Regions from separate parts of the Astyanax mexicanus genome. Here region 2 is linked to region 1. The links are chromatin contacts, called in public Hi-C maps. All regions are on one chromosome and are shown on one strand. The core of a region is the stretch at or near the end of the contact, and the rest is flanking DNA. Distances in the headings are between cores, read along the strand shown. Region 1 overlaps epb41l5 (erythrocyte membrane protein band 4.1 like 5). Region 2 holds the start of epb41l5 (erythrocyte membrane protein band 4.1 like 5).

The links. Hi-C and Micro-C count contacts between places; a contact is called where the count stands out from the background.
Region 2: a contact with region 1 is called in a Hi-C map of muscle, with 12 times the contacts expected there. The contact joins the promoter of epb41l5 here to the enhancer-like site in region 1. A contact is called at or near these places in 2 of 3 Hi-C or Micro-C datasets (both in muscle).

Annotation. Positions count from the first base shown.
Region 1 is chr11:11,802,191-11,810,151 of AstMex3_surface, forward strand. epb41l5 (erythrocyte membrane protein band 4.1 like 5) reads right to left here. Exons shown (of 25, transcript XM_007260573.4): 19 at 7,096-7,224; 20 at 6,469-6,533; 21 at 5,738-5,854; 22 at 2,705-2,786; 23 at 1,428-1,505; 24 at 1,244-1,306. Among protein-coding and RNA genes, the nearest start is that of ramp1, 12 kb to the left of the region's middle. Within about 2 kb of position 4,296, the one cell type or tissue checked has an H3K27ac peak away from gene starts, as active enhancers do.
Region 2 is chr11:11,847,345-11,855,305 of AstMex3_surface, forward strand. It overlaps epb41l5 (erythrocyte membrane protein band 4.1 like 5), which reads right to left and starts at 3,679. Exons shown (of 25, transcript XM_007260573.4): 1 at 3,524-3,679; 2 at 630-832. The coding sequence starts at 809. ptpn4a (protein tyrosine phosphatase non-receptor type 4a) reads right to left here. Exons shown (of 27, transcript XM_022680487.2): 27 at 5,656-7,961.

The DNA.
Region 1 (7,961 bases), core at 3,046-5,545:
AACTGTGGAATATTTATTAAAACTACATGGGAAGAAATCATGGCGAACACAAACCTGGTGGCAATCACATTATGAGTGTGAGAGAGATGAGGGAGGGAGGCAAGAGCGCCCCCTTCAGGATGGTGAGGGGTCATCTTTGCTGCAGAATCATGCTCTAGGAGGCCGTTAGTAAAGGTGCCGGTCTGCTAGAGAAGGGCAAAGAAAGGTGAGAGGGTTAGGAGGTCGCTAGGGGTCACTACGAGAGAGAGAGAGCACTGAAAAGTGAGAAGAAGAGATGATTGGTTGGAATTCTTGTCTATTTTTTTTTAGAATCATCCCAAATGTCTCTAGAACCAAACTGGATAAAGAGATTTCAAAACAAATCACAAAAAACATTGAAGTGTTTATTTATTGATCTAAAAAAGCCAATATTAAATTCGGAAATTCTGAAAATATACCAGATAATCCAATATACCATACCTTTCTTTTCAAAGTTATTATTATTAAAAAAGTGATTTAAAAAAAACCCAATAAAAAATCAAAACACAGAATTCCAGCCTAAGAAACTGTTAAGCGCAACTGTTAAGCATGGGGGGTGGCAGCATCATGTTCTGGTAACACAATGCTGCCTCAAGTCAATGAAAGCCTGACAACAAATTATAATATCCAAATTGCTCCAACATTTTGAAGAGGAATGATCATCATAAAGATATTGCTACTCATCAGGGTGACTAGAGTTAATAAAAGTAAGTTTTTCAGAAAGAATTGTTCAATAAATAAATGTAAAAACTACAATGTTTATCTACTACTCCTTTGTTTATTGGAATCTTTATCCAGTGTAATAGCTTGTGTTAAAGATCAAGTAGAAATACAAAAAAATAAAACACCACAATACATTGTATTGTGTTTACAGAACAATTGTGCACGTGTTCCTGTATAATTAATATCTTTAATATTAAATTTACAATGTAAAAACACACTGAGAAAGAGGTGAAGTGGTGTGCCCAAACGTTTGACCCGTATTGTGTGTAAAACAAGCTGCAAATAAAAACTACTGGGTCTCATAAAAGTGTAAAACTCTTCCGCTCCATATGCTTAAACTAATTAAGCAGCCTTTAAAAATCATTTCTTATTCAATAAAAGGAAACGCTGCTCTTTAAATTAAACATATGGAGTGTTAGAGTGGGCCTTTATTACTGAGATTAAACACTACTGTTAGATCCTGTTGAGCACTTTAAGGAGCCTCTCGGCAGCCTGAACTCACTGTAGCTGCTGGAATGATCCACCGCGGGGTGATGATGGGCTTGGGCGGCTGCACCTGCGGGAGCTGTAAGGAAGGGCATAACAGCACTTGAGTTTTCATCCTTACACTGCAATAAAACATGAAGAAATAAATAAAGCATGGGAATGAGACAGGACATTAAGTAGCAGTGCGTTCAGGGACTTACTACTGGGGTGGGATCTGTGAAGTCTATCAGGTTTTCACTCTGGGGGGGCGCATGTGCCTCCTGCTCCTCAGCTTTGCCCTGCGTTAGGAAAAACAAGCGTGTAAACTTGGAAGGCTACATTTATATTAGGGGTATGCCATATTACATTGCACACAATAACATTACCAAAAGAATGTACACATCCTAATATACGTATATCCTGATATACAAAAGATACATTTCCTAATATTGCAATATTAAATATTCTTGAAAGCAGTTTTGTTATTCACTGTATGTACTTGTATTTAATTGATTGCAGTTTATATGCATGCACTTTTTTGTAAGATGTTTGTTGTTTAATTTTTTTTTACACTATATGGTGCACCAGATTTTAAGGTGCCATTAGGTGCTTCTGTTAAGCATGGGGGTGGCAGCATCATGTTGTGGGAATGAAAGTCTGACATCAAATTATAATATCCAAATTGCGCCAGCATTTTGAAGAGGAATGATCATTATAAAGATGTTGCTACTCAACAGGGTGACATGAGTTATTGAAAGTAAGTTTTTCAGAAAAAAATGTTCAATAAATAAATGTAAAAACTACAATGTTTATCTACTACTACTTTGTTTATTGGAATCTTTATCCAGTTTAAGAGCTTGTGTTAAAGATCAAGTAGAAATACAAAAAAATAAAAAACACCACAATACATTGTATTGTGTTCACAGAACAATATCGCATGTGTTTCTGAATAACTAATATCTTTAATATTAAATTTACAATATAAAAAAAAAAAAACACTTTTTTTTCAAGATATTTTTGTTGAATTTTTTATGTATTTATTTTTTTTATACATTTATATGGTGCACTAGATTTTAAGGTGCCATTAGCGGCTAATGCTAATGCTGCTCCAGCAGTGCTAGCTGGGGTTAGCAGCAGGTTACAGGCCAATACGATAATACTCACATCTGAATGGCAACAGAACCAGCTTTTATTCTCTTCTAAACCTTCCCTAAGAACTAGAAGCTGTTATGGTCGTAAAGCAGGGTCAAACTCTCTATTAATATTTGTGATTTGAAGATGAAGAACTCTACAAATGATTTCTCATAGTGTGTAAATAAAGCAGAATGAATAAAAACTAATGGAGGACAACCAGCCATAAAGCCATCTCCTTCACTGTTAGCCAAGTTCACATTTTTGGATGCACTTTATGGACGGATGACTGCCAGACGCTGAGTGATGTGCTGCAGAAGTGCAGCAGCTGGACTGCTGTGGTCTGGCACACAGAGGTTTTTGTTACCTTGGCTGGATGGGCTTCATTCACTGGCTCTACTGGTAAGCTGGCCACAGAAGAAGCAAACTCGTCCCCTTTCACTTCAAGGCTGAGGAGAGACAACAACACACACACACACACAGACACACAGACCTTAGATCACATTTTAATCATTTCATTAAAGAGGCCTGTGATTTTTGTTTAATCTACTAGTGACTTGAACCACACTCCCAATACACAGAACCCACAGACACAATTGTTCAGAACACAGCAAACCTAGAAGATGAAAGATGAAGTGAGAATTTCCTTTAAACCATCGGTTAAACATGGTGGAGGCAGTATTATAGCCAACAGAACCTGGTCATTAGGGCTTACTGATGCAGTTAAGTTCAGCTAAGGTCCAGTTTGTTTTAAAGAAAGTAGAGAATGGACAGAAGAGATGGTAGAGGCTAAAGGTACATCAGAAGAGAAAGAGGCAGCTTATTTGTTTCTTTCTTTTTTTTTAAAGCCACTCCATCAAACTGCAGTGTTATTCAGGAGTTTCAGATTAGTTCTGCAGCACTGAGGCTAGAGTAGCATTAACATTAGCCGCTAACTGTTATTTCCCCGTTCAAAGGGGATATTATCAGCCAGTAGCCTGCTGGAGCAGCATAAACATTACCTGCTAACCACGCTCGCTATTTCCCTGTTCAGAGGTGAGTATTATCAACCTGTAGTCTGCTCCTTACCCGGCTAGCCCTACTGGGGTAGAAGCGCTGAAAAATGTGCTGAAAAATGGTTATTTCGGTGAGTAAATTGCTTCAGATTATTTAAAGTAAGCTTAGATTCACAAATTTCTGGATTCACAAAAGGCTGGAGTATTAGCATTACCCGCTAATTGCGCTCGCTATTTCACCGCTCAGAGGGGAGTATTATCGGCCTGTAGCCTGCTCCTATCCCTGGCTAGCACTGCTGGAGCTGTTAGCTGCTAATGCTAATGCTCCAGCCTTAGTGCTGGAGAAATTTGTGAATCTAAGCTTACTGTAAATAAACCGAAGCACTTTACTCACACAAATAAACATTTTTCAGCGCTTGTTTGACTTAATTTTAAAGTCTTTTTTTTATTACAGTTTTGTTTACTTACTTTTTAGCTTTACATAGCTACCCCCCCACCACCCCCCAGTGGCGAGACCTGCTGAGATAGAATTTTCTTATAAATGTGTCTTAAAATGCGCCATATAATCTAGTGTGCCTTATGTAAGAAAATAGACCAGGAAATAGATGTTCATTGATGGTGCGACTGGTGCGAAAAATACAGTTTAATAAATCTTGGAAACATTATTTTCCATGTATTTATACTTTGACCATTTCTATATATCTGCAAGTCGTCAATACACTAATTCCCCAACAGAAGCTCGAGATTCTCCTGTGTGCAGTCCTGAAACACTAGGCTTTTAATTACTCAGCATGTGGGTTATTCACCAGCCCCGCTCACATCTGCTCCCCTCCTGCCAGTTTACAGATAATTAAACCAGCAATTCAAGCTGCTGGAAGAAAGCAGAGAAAAAGTAGAGCACATTAACATCCACACAATGGAGAATTTATTCAAATCCGGAGCGCTTAGTCAGAGCGGTGACGTGTGCAGGGTGTATATACGGGGACCGCAGCTCGTTCTCCGCATTACAGCCTGTGTGTTCCCTCGTTTCCTTCATCTTGGTGAAGGTATGTAGCTACCTTTACTTTGTCAGGGTGAATATCAGCACTGAGCAGACAATGGTCACTGTAGAGCAGATATTGCCTAATTGTACTGTGTTTATCTGCTGCATCAGAGCACACTCTAGTTATGTAAAGACAACAAGTATCCAGGCAGAACTTGAATCACGTGACATGACCGTGTGCAGTGCACTGAGTCACTATTCCTCTAGATGGCAACAAAGAGCTGGAAATGGTTCAAATGTCTTGGTTTTCAATCTTATAAGCTCATAGAAAAGACCTGAACACAAGGCTGTTTGAATTAGATTAGCATTAGTTTAGACAGATAGAAGAAACAGGGGTTGGACAATGAAACTGAAACACCTGGTTTTAGACCACAATATAATTTATTGTGGTGACGGACAGTATTGGTGGAAACATGAGAGATGAGGTGCACATTGAATTCTGCGTGATTTGAGCAGCCGTGGTTTTATGTATTTTTTTGGATACAATCCGGGTTAGCACCCGAACATCCCTTTCAGACAGCTTCCTCTCGCGTCCACAGTTAATCCTGTTGGATGTGGTTGGTCCTTTTTGGTGGTATGCTGACATTTCCCTGGATACCGTGGCTCTTGATACATCGCAAAGACTTGTCTTGTTCACAGATGTGCCAGCAAGACGTGCACCAACAATTTGTCCTCTTTTGAACTCTGGTATGTCACCCATAATGTTGTGTGCATTGCAATATTTTGAGCAAAACTGAGCTCTTACCCTGCTAATTGAACTTTCACACTCTGGGGCGGGGTTATTTAAATGAGTGGGCTGTGTTTCCACAGTCCACGGTCTTTCTCCATCCTCTGGTCTCTACTGCGCAGACTCGGGTATCAGGATCACCAACATGGCGAAAGATTTTGGGTTCATTTTCATTGAATGAATGGGAACGGCGACATGACGTCCATCTTTTTTACAGTCTGTGGGTTAGCGTATTTTCTCAATCTGCCATTCACAGTTATCTACAGTTACAGTCCAGTTGGGCAGCACAGTATTTTCAACTAAAAACAAACACAACTACACAGTTTCTCATTCAAATAAATGTTTGTACAACCCTAGCAACAGAAGACGCCTCAGGTATCAGTCACACTAAAGCATCCCCGACTTCCGTCCTCCAGCAGGGGGAGGACCAGGTGCCTCCTTTAATCTGAGTGTGCCCCAGATTCAGCCCCACGCTCCACTGTCTCCACCACTGACCCAGCAGGATTACTCACATATACACTACACTACTTCTTAATAAGTACACACACACACACACACACACACACACACATGTGCACACACACACAGTGGTCTTTTGTGACTGTGCTGTTTTTTTTTGTTTTTTTTTGGACTGACCTGCTGGACGGCTGCAGGACAGGCTGCTTTAGAGCCTCCCTGGGCTCCTGCCGCTCTGCAAAGCCGCTCACCGTCAGAGAGGAGGTGCTGCCCATCCGCCCACCACGTCCCTTCAGCCTGAGACAGAGAGAGAGAGAGAGAGAAAGAGAGAGAGAGAGAAAGATACATATTACATAAAAATGTTCAATTTAATCCTGTGACAAAGTTTACAAAGACCATACAGAGATATAACACAGTGACATTTACTGATGTGTTAAGAAGATAAATAACTTCACTCACCACCTCCTTACCTCACCAACACACACTTCACACTTGCTAACAAGCTGTACGTTAAACTCAACACATGAAAATACTCTCCATTAAAAAAAAAGCATTAAACTTGCCTTAAAGTATTAGAATACAGTAAAAAAAAAAAAAAAAAAAAAAAAAGATTCTACTCTGCCAGCCCTAAACTCCACAACACTACACTGTTATTACTATAGCCTCCCCTCTCAAAAATAGAGGGAACGGTCAGCTAAAAAAAATATCATAATTTTCACACTGAATATTGTTGCATTCAATACAATTATTATTTTTTTTTTAGCAATTTACCCCATTAAATTCTGCCAATTTAAAAGTGTGAAGAAGAAAAAGTGTGATTAATCACAATACTTTTTTAAAATCAACTGACTCCCCTAATTTATAACAAATATTTTTCCAGCTTTCCTAGAGTTCGTCATCGATCATCTCACCTGGCTGCTGCTTCCTGCAGGTTACAGTTCTTTTCTCCAGTTGCTCCTGCCTCCTCTTTCACACCCTGAACAAAGACAATCCACATTTGTACAGTTAAGTCACGTAAGTTTAGTTTTAAGAAAAACGACAAAGAACTTGTTCTGTTCGTTTTGATCATTTTCTTTTAACATTATTAATAATCATTAATATCATTATTTTTTTGTAAATACATTTTTTAAAACCTTTGTAACCAAATTACGAGATGAACTCACTAGGCCTGTCCTAGTGAACTGACTGATGATGATTTATTTGTTAGCTCAAAATAGCTTTTCTTTGTCAATAAATGGAACACACAAATATTTTTAGATCAAATTTCCATGACTTTTACAAAACTTTCTGGGTATTTATTTTTCACATTGTAGTTTTATTTAAAAATTACTGGATGTCACATGAGCAAACTCCTGAATACAAGAAATGATTATCATAAAAAAAAATGTGATTTGAAAATTATTCATATCTGTGCTCAAGCATCTTAGAGCACATATGAAGCACTGGATATATTTTACCTTTAAAATAAAGAACAGCCTTATTCTGTGCGGTGTGTGTGTGTGTAAGAGTGTGTGTGTAAGAGTGTGTGTGTATGTTACCCTGAGTGCAGCCTCTGCCTGGGCTTTCAGGATGTTGCTCTTGAGCTCATCTGGAGCGGTCAGCTGACTCAGCGCTGGACTGCTGCCCACGCTGCTCAGACACTTATCTGTAAGCTTCAGCACATCCTCCTGAATGAACACACACACACACACACACACACACACACACAAGTGTCACTGGCCTATGAGCTGAGCTTGTCAACCCCTAATAATCTGTAATCACTAGGCCGTTCACAATAATTACACTATCAATGTTTCGTACAATATATTAGTATGACCTCAATGTCACCCATTGTGTTTATATAGGAATGATCATCAATATTTGTGACAGTTACGCTATCCTGTTCTCTCGTCTGTCTTGGTTTCTGAGGCTGAGGTTGGTAAGGCTTGGTCTTTCTTACCTGTAGTGGTCCTGATGAGGGCCAGTTTCATCACAACGTTTTTGACAATCTTCGCAACTTCAATTGAAGATAATTTCAAAGATCTTGAAATTTTTCAGATTGACTGATTTTATTTCTTAATGTATTTTTTCCCTTTATTTAGTTACCTCTTCACAACTTTACAACTGATGTTGTTTAGCACAGCTGTTAACTGAAAGCTGAAAATTCCAGGTGACTCTACTTAATAAAGCTGCCTGAGAAAATCCAGCCAAGATGTGTAACACTGTTATCTAAGCAAGAGGTGCCTAAAATATAAAACATATTCTGTTTTGTTCAATAATTTCATAGTTTGGATATCTTTAGTATTAAGCTACAATGCAGAACATTTTAAAATAACAAAAAAAAAAAAACACTGAATTAAAGGTGTGTCCAAACTTTTGACTGGTACTGTATGAGGCAGACAGGCTCCACCACGCTGTTCCGGGC
Region 2 (7,961 bases), core at 2,429-4,928, 45 kb after region 1:
CTGGTCAATAATCCATTTGTGAGTTTCTGTGTGGTATCTGGGGCAAAGCACAGATTCAAAATGTCAATAATAGGTGTGCGACAAGAGAAAGTACACAAGCCAGATATGCCTGGTTATGCACAGCTGTTACACAATTACAATGTTAAAACACTCAAAGCAGCCCAACTAGCACTGCAAGAACTTTTCCCACAAAGATTAACAAGGTGGTACTCGCAGCAACTTTCCAGCAGAAGGAAACACAAACAAAACATTCTGAACTCGCAATAAAAGTCAATGTAAACAAATTTTGAAGCCATTTTTCATGACAAAAAATAAACACCTTTTGGTATTTTTAAATAAGGTTTAAAAAAATAAAAACAGTGGTCCCGCAGACTAAGGCACTGCCACTATGATCGAGAGATCGCTGGTTCGAATCCCGTTCATGCACCTCGCCATCAGCTGCCGAAGCCCTAAGAGAGCACAGTTGGCCTTGCTCTCTCTGGGTGGGTAGATGGCGCTCCAAAGTGTATCAGAACCGAGTCGCTGCGCTTTTCTCTGAGCGCGCTGTGATGCTACTCGGCAATGCCGCATCAGCAGCAGCTCGAAAAAAGGCTGTGGATCTTCCAGGGTGATCATGATAAGCTACTCACCGGTAAGTCCACGCTAACATCCGTCCCGTCCAGCAGGGACACTCTGCAGGTGATGATGTTTTTGGTGTCTCCAGCCGCTGGGATGTGCGTGCTGGCTCTCTGAGCCTCCCTCAGCCGCGCTCTCTCTGCGGCCTTGCGGGCCGAGCGCCGGCCCAGAGTGCGCCGGAGAAAACTCAGCATGGCTGAGGACCTGCGGATTATACCTGAGAAGAAAAGACAGAAGAAGAAGTCAACATGCCGTTCTGATCAGCCACTGAACAAGGAGTCAACTCTCTCATGAATCTGCTAGAACTGCCAAACAGATGTACAGGATTAAAGAAAAAAGGGGGACTAAGGAGACTAACTTTATTCATAACAGTCCTAGATAAGTATATTTTTATTACTCGGACATCCTGTACATATAAGAAGAATAAGCTTTAGAAACAGATATGTATTTTTGAAACTAAGCCCATAAAAATATTAAATCACAACTATATCATAACTATGGATAATTAATGGACATAATATTGGTATTTAACTGTATTTTTGGGAGAGAGACGATAATAATAATAGTGTAAAGTGGTTTACACCTGACAGACCAGATCCTTTTATTTTTTTACTGTATAATAATATCTCACGCCATTTCTGATGCTTTTTAAACTAGAATATTGTAATGTGCTGAGTTACTGAGTTTAACTGAGAATTTTAAAGGAGAAAAAACATGCTAGTGTAGCTCCATATTCCACACTCATCAGCTTGGGAAGAGGAAATGTGCCATTAGCTGTGTGTTTGGGTTTGTGCATGCATGAGCACACAAATGTGTGGGAGAGAGAGAGAAAGAGAGAGACGAGAAGAGAAAAAAAGAGAGAATAAGAGAGAGAGAGAGAGACAGAGAGAGAGCATAAACCTCAGCAAATATAAAAGGCAATCTATCTTCTGAACTTAACAGTAAATGTTGTTGCTAAATATCGCTAAACAAAACAAAACTAGTAATATGTTTTAATAACTGAAAATATGCTGTATGAAATGATAAGATGTATGGGTTTTGTACAATTGTTGTACAAATTTGCCCCATAGTAATGAATGGGTCATCTCAATCGTTCAGTGTAAAGTGGTTAGGATTACAAGTCTTTTTCTCGTTCTAGTGTTCTAGTGTTTAATATTATCGTTATATCACTGTGTACTTATAATGACAGACATATATGGGACATTCCAGGATTTTGGTACATTTCCTGTCCCACCACTTACATTTTAAATGTACATATCCAAAATATCTAAATGACTGTTTTTTGTGAACAATGTACTTGTGATAAGACAAACTGTAAAATATGGTGGAAAAATAAGCTCCTAAGATATTATTCAAAAGACAGAATACCTTTGGACCACCTCAAAAAATGGCCGTTTTCTCTTGTCCCACACATTGGGTGACCAACTCAAATTTAACAATTAAAAAAAGCTCTAAATAAATGACTTCTTCTTGTTTATTGTTGATATGCATCTCCTTTACTTATGAAAACAACTTCTTTGGTCTACACTGTATTGCATGTTACAGTTTTTATGCTATAAATTTGTGTCCCACAACATGCGCACAACCCTGTTACCATAAGGAATTTTACCTGGTAGAGAAAGAGTTGAAAATATTTGTCTACTGGCACAAAGGAAGTTACATCACAAGGACATTTTCTGCAAGAGTAAGTGCTCTAACAATTTTCAAGTTTTTTTTTTCCCAAATATGTTTGTCCAATCTGTGTGTGTCACTCAGTGAACGCAACCCTGTTACTCATATTGTAAGACTAATAATGAGTAGAATCAAATTTTTCTTTATATACTTATATAACCATGTTTGTCCTTGATCTTGTATACATAGCTAAATTTTACAGTTAGCATCTGTTCCTGGGGTAAACCACAACTTAGCCTTAGATTCAACATAGCCTATGCTATCCGAAGTGTATGTATATATTATTATCAGTTATTATCAGTACACAGTGATGGCGGTGTACGGAGCAGAAGCTCAGGTTATAGGATGTAAACAGTGTTTCATGTGCACTTTTGAAGTTATTAATGCCTCGTTTTAAATGTCAGGGCTCTCCGGGTTCTAGCAAGGAGGTGTGGAGCTACTTTGAGCTGGATAACGGTGGAAAAAGCGATTTATTGGAGCAAATTATGTCCCGTGTCACCCAGTCTGAAGGGTGTTTGGACAAACAGTTAAAATTTCTGGATCTTGGAACACTGTGGGAGAATGGAGATGTGCTATTCATCGAAGTTAAGTACTTTTTAAATCATGTTTTACTACACCAAAAGTCAATTTTACACCGGAGCTCTCCTTTAACCCACAGCTCTAACTTTACTAGTCTAAAACTCCAACAAATCAGCACACGGTGATCGATTCACTGCAGAATCGGATCCGATTCGTTCTTTTTATTCTCCATTTATACTACACCTAGCATGAATTTCCCGATAGACCGCCATCGATAAAAAAAAAACCTGTTACTGGATCGTTCCCATCCCTACACAAGTCTAAAACTCGGCTCTTTAACGTGAATCGCATCCCAGCGGGGACCTGAACACCGAGTCGACTCAAAGAACCGACTCTTTCCCAAATGAAACATTAGATACTGATGATTCGGATCCAACCTGTTGCTGTTCTCCACTTCTCTCCCTCTGTCCCTTTATCCCGCGCGCGCATCAGTCTGATAGCTATCTAAATCAACAAATAAACATATAGAGGGTTTTATAATGTGATATTTAATAACCTGAGCGCGGACTGGACCGGGCTTGAGGACGCTGTGGGTCAGTATGTGTGTGTGAGCAGTGTTAGTTGGTGTTAGTAAGGGTAGCTGAGCCGCTGACCGCTACGCCACTTGTTGATCCAAAACAGGCGGAAAGTCTGAAGCCCGCAGGCCGAGTTTACTCACTCTCAGTCCGGGTAAACACAGCTCCTCCACCCGCGCATCGATCACAAAGCAGCTCCGCGCTCCGAGGAGCTCATATCCACCGCTCAGCTCCACCACAACACCCCGCCAGCCAGCCCGCTGCCCCGCTCTCTCTCTCCACTATACTCGCTCTGTCTCTCCCCCAGAGCTACAGGAGGAGGATCTGCTCCCTCCTTCAGGAAATGACGTTCCTGAAATCCCTAAAAGAGGATTGAGATTTAAAGGAGCAGCGCTGAAGGACAGCCGGGGGCTAATCTTAGCAATTAGCTTCACAGAGTCTCATCACCGTCGGATATCATATGATACAACTTTTACATACAGCTCTGAAAAAAAAACAAGAGACCACTTAAAATGGTGAGTTTCTTCGATTTTGCCAAATTCAAAAAACTTTGGAATATAATCAAGAGAAAGATAAATGATAGATGGATGGATGGATGATGTTTTGAGTGGCATAAAGTGATCCAAAAAGCAGTGTGTAAGACTGGTGGAGGGGTACATGCCAAGATGCATGAAAACGTTTATTTAAAACCAGGGTTATTCCACCAAATATTGATTTCTGAAAAAAAATATGAATATGAACTTGTTTTCTTTTCATTATTTGAGATCTGAAAACTCTTTTTATTTTAGCCATTTCTCATTTTCTGTAAATAAATGCTCTAAATGACAATATTTTTATTTGGAATTTGGGAGAAATTTGTCTGTAGTTTATAGAATAAAACAACAATGTTCATTTTACTAAAATATATACCTATAAGTAGCACAATCAAAGAACTTGATTCAGTTTCATATCCTTTGAAATTTTTGTACATTTTGTCTTCTTACAATCACAAAATTACATTTATTTTATTGAGATTGAAGTGATAGACCAACACAAAATAGCACATAATTTGTGAAGTGGAACAAAAATAATACGTGGTTTTAAAAATTTTTATTAAAAAAAATGTGATGTGAAAAAGCACTACTTCCTCTGAAACCCCTACATAAAACCCAGTGCAATCATGAACGTTTGACAAGTTTATGAAAGTTTGGGAACCCCTGATGATTTTCATGATTTTCCTTCACAGGCCTGCAGGTACCACAGCACCACCCCCTGGTTGTTCACAGGGTTTTATTACCTGTGTTAAAATCTCTGATGCATGAATTCCAAACTTGTCATGAACCACCACAGATTTAATTAATATAAGCTCATAAAACTCATAAACTCATCTGCTGTTTGGATCTTAGATCTTTGGATCAAGAGTGCTTTATTAGCAGATCCATTCCCATGTTTACTGAAACCTAGACACAGATCATATTTTAATGAAAAGCATTGTAGTTGTGGCATATATGGGTCAGCCATAACATTAAGACCCCCTGTCTAAGATTTTGTGGCACTATTGAGGCATGGACCTCACAAGACTTGAACGTGTTTACAAGTTAGGTGTTCCTAATAAAGTGGCCAGCAAGTGGAGCACAAGTTTCTAATAAATTGGCCATTGAGTTGAAGTTTAGGGTAGGTGTTTCTAATTAAGTGGCCTATGTAATACAAGGTAGTTTTTTTTAAATAAATAGGCCAGAAACTGAAATCTCAAGGTGGAGCTTTCTAATAATATTTCACTGAGTGACTGCACAAAGTATGTGTTTCTAATAAAGTGTCCAGAGACTGAAATCTCAAGGTGGGGGTTTTTAGTAAAGTGGCCAGAGACTGAAATCTCAAGGTGGGGGTTTCTAATAAAGTGGCCAGAGCCTGAAATCTTAAGGTGGGGATTTCTAATAAAGTGGCCAGAGACTGAAATTTCAAAGGTGTTCCTAATAAAGTGGCCAGTAAGTGACTGCACAAGGTCTGTGTTTCTAATAAAGAAGCCAGTGAGTGTAACCACAAGGTAGGCATTTCTAAAAGTGTCCAGTAAGTGGAAGCACAAGATTGGTATTTCTAATAAAGTATCTAGTGAGTGGAAACACAAATGATGGTGTTTCCGATAAAGTGGCCAGTGAGAGGCACAGAAAAAGTAATGACTTATCACTCAAAGTATTGAGAGTTGAAGCAAAACAAAGGGTATGTAATACAGATAATTTTTTCTGCTATACTGAGTTGCAAATTTGTCATTTATCAGAAAATAATACCATCACACACATCACATTTTCTCTTTTATTTTTAAAGGTTTTTTTTTAATATACAACATTGTATTCACACTAGAATATTTACAAAATTAACAAGTGGCACAATTGACTTTTTCTTTCTCTTGCAGGTGTACGTAAGAAAAAAAAGATAAATATAATGTCAACAAGACTTTATAAATGTTTCATTATGCATGTTTGAGTAGCTTTCATGATCCTCTCTCGAAAAGTGCTGTCCTTTTCCACAAGGCAGAAAACATTTCATTTGAAAAAACGCTCTATATTTATTAACTCAACACACCCAAACCTGAATCATATGCTGGAGAAGTTTAAATGGACATTCAAGAGCAGAGATATTGATTGGTCCTAAAACCTAATCACCCAATATTGTCCTATAATCTTCAGATTAAATGTCACTTGGTACCTAGTAGTAGAGTTTCAAGCCTGGACCAGTGCTCTGTACCACTGGAAGAATCCTCCACAGACTCCATGTCCACGGGACTCTTAATGTCCAGTAGATTTATTGGTAAATCGCAACCAGTTTGAGAAGCAGCATTCGTAAACAGGGCGTGAGAGACAGCTGGTGAGATGGGACATGGGCTCAGAGGCTTCTGCTATAGATAAAGCTCAGAAAACGGCTGGAAAAAAAAAACTTTAGCATACTTTGTCTGATTCAGGCTTGCTACGCTAAGTAAACACGAGAAACTGTCGACCAAAAAAGGCCAACTTTCTCTCTTGAATCTCCCAAACACACTACAATTATTAAAGGAGTAGTTTGTTGACAAATCCACATTTTAAGAATAATATTTAGGTGTAAATATAAATGTTAGCTAGCCCCCAAAAAGAGCAGTGTTCTGGTAGTGCTGGCAGTTCTGGTGTTTTTTTTTTTCCGCTAACTGCTCTACCTGATGTTAGTTTGGAAATAGACGTTGCAGCCTTTGGGTAGCACTGTTAGCTTATTAGCTCATGCAGGGAAATATATTGTTTAGCTGGATGTGTTTATTTTAGCTACTTCAGCTGAGCTTGTGAGGCATATTGGTTATCTCTGTTAGCTTATCTGAAAGGGCGGTGTCTATTAGCTTTTTGAGCATTTTCTTAAGGGTAGCTATACCTTTGAGCTTTGTTTGCTAATCCAAAGGACTGTAGGTTATTTATTAGCTTTGTTAGCTCATCTGAAGGAGCGTGTTTATTAGCTCCACCTGCTCACCTGAAGTGAAGGGATCCATTAATTAGCATTGTTTGCTCATCTGAAAGGGTTTTTCTATAAGCCCTATTAACCCTGTTAGCTCAAAATTGTTAGCTTGCCCTAAATAGTGTTTGAGCCCTGTTAGGTCAACTAAAGGGATGTATCTTTTAGCTTTTTTTGAGCTAATCTGAAAGGATATACTGGTAAGATTTGTTAGCTCATCTGAGGAGAAGCATCTTTTAGCTCTGTTAGCTCATCTTTTAGTTATATTAGCTCTTCTGAAGGGGTGTATCTATTAGCTCTGTTAACTCATTTGAAAGTGTTTATAAGATAGCTACATTAGCTCATCTGAAGGGACAAATTGGTCAGTTCTGTTAACTCAACTGAAGGGGTGTATCTATTAGCAATGTTAGCTCATCTGAAGGGACACATTGGTTAGCTCTGTTAACTCATTTGAAACGTTGTAAAGGATAGCTAAATTAGCTCATCTGAAGGGACAAATTGGTCAGTTCTGTTAACTCAACTGAAGGGGTTTATCTGTAAGCAATGTTTGCTCATCTGAAGGGATAAATTGATTAGCTCTTAAATGTGAAAGGGTTAATAATACAGCTACGTTAGCAAATCTGAAGAGGTGTTGCTATTAGCATTGTTGGCTAATCTGAAATGATGCATCTATGAGCTCTGTTGGCTCATTAACTCATCGGAAGATAAACTTTAAAAAAGGTTTAGCTCATCTGAACGGATGTATGTATTAGCTTGTTTAGTTTGTTAGCTCATTTGAACAGACAAATTGGTTAGCTTTGTTAACTCTTGTGAAAGAATGTTTCATTTAGCTAATCTAAAGTGGTGTATAGATTAGCTCTGTTTGCTCATTCCGTCGCTGTCCAATGAAAAACAAGCATCACCATAACAGCAACTTTACAGGAGAGAGAAAAAAAAAAACCTTGTAATCTTTCAATGGAAGTCAATGTAAAATTTAGGTAATTTGTAAATATTTCTATTGGTCCATTCACCAAGAAATGTTGACACACTGTAAGGGACAGTCTGCCTGTTTAAACTATGTAGTAACCTAAAAATCGACAAGAATGGAGATACTTGTTTTTCATTGGACAGTGACTATATGAAGAGGGATATCAA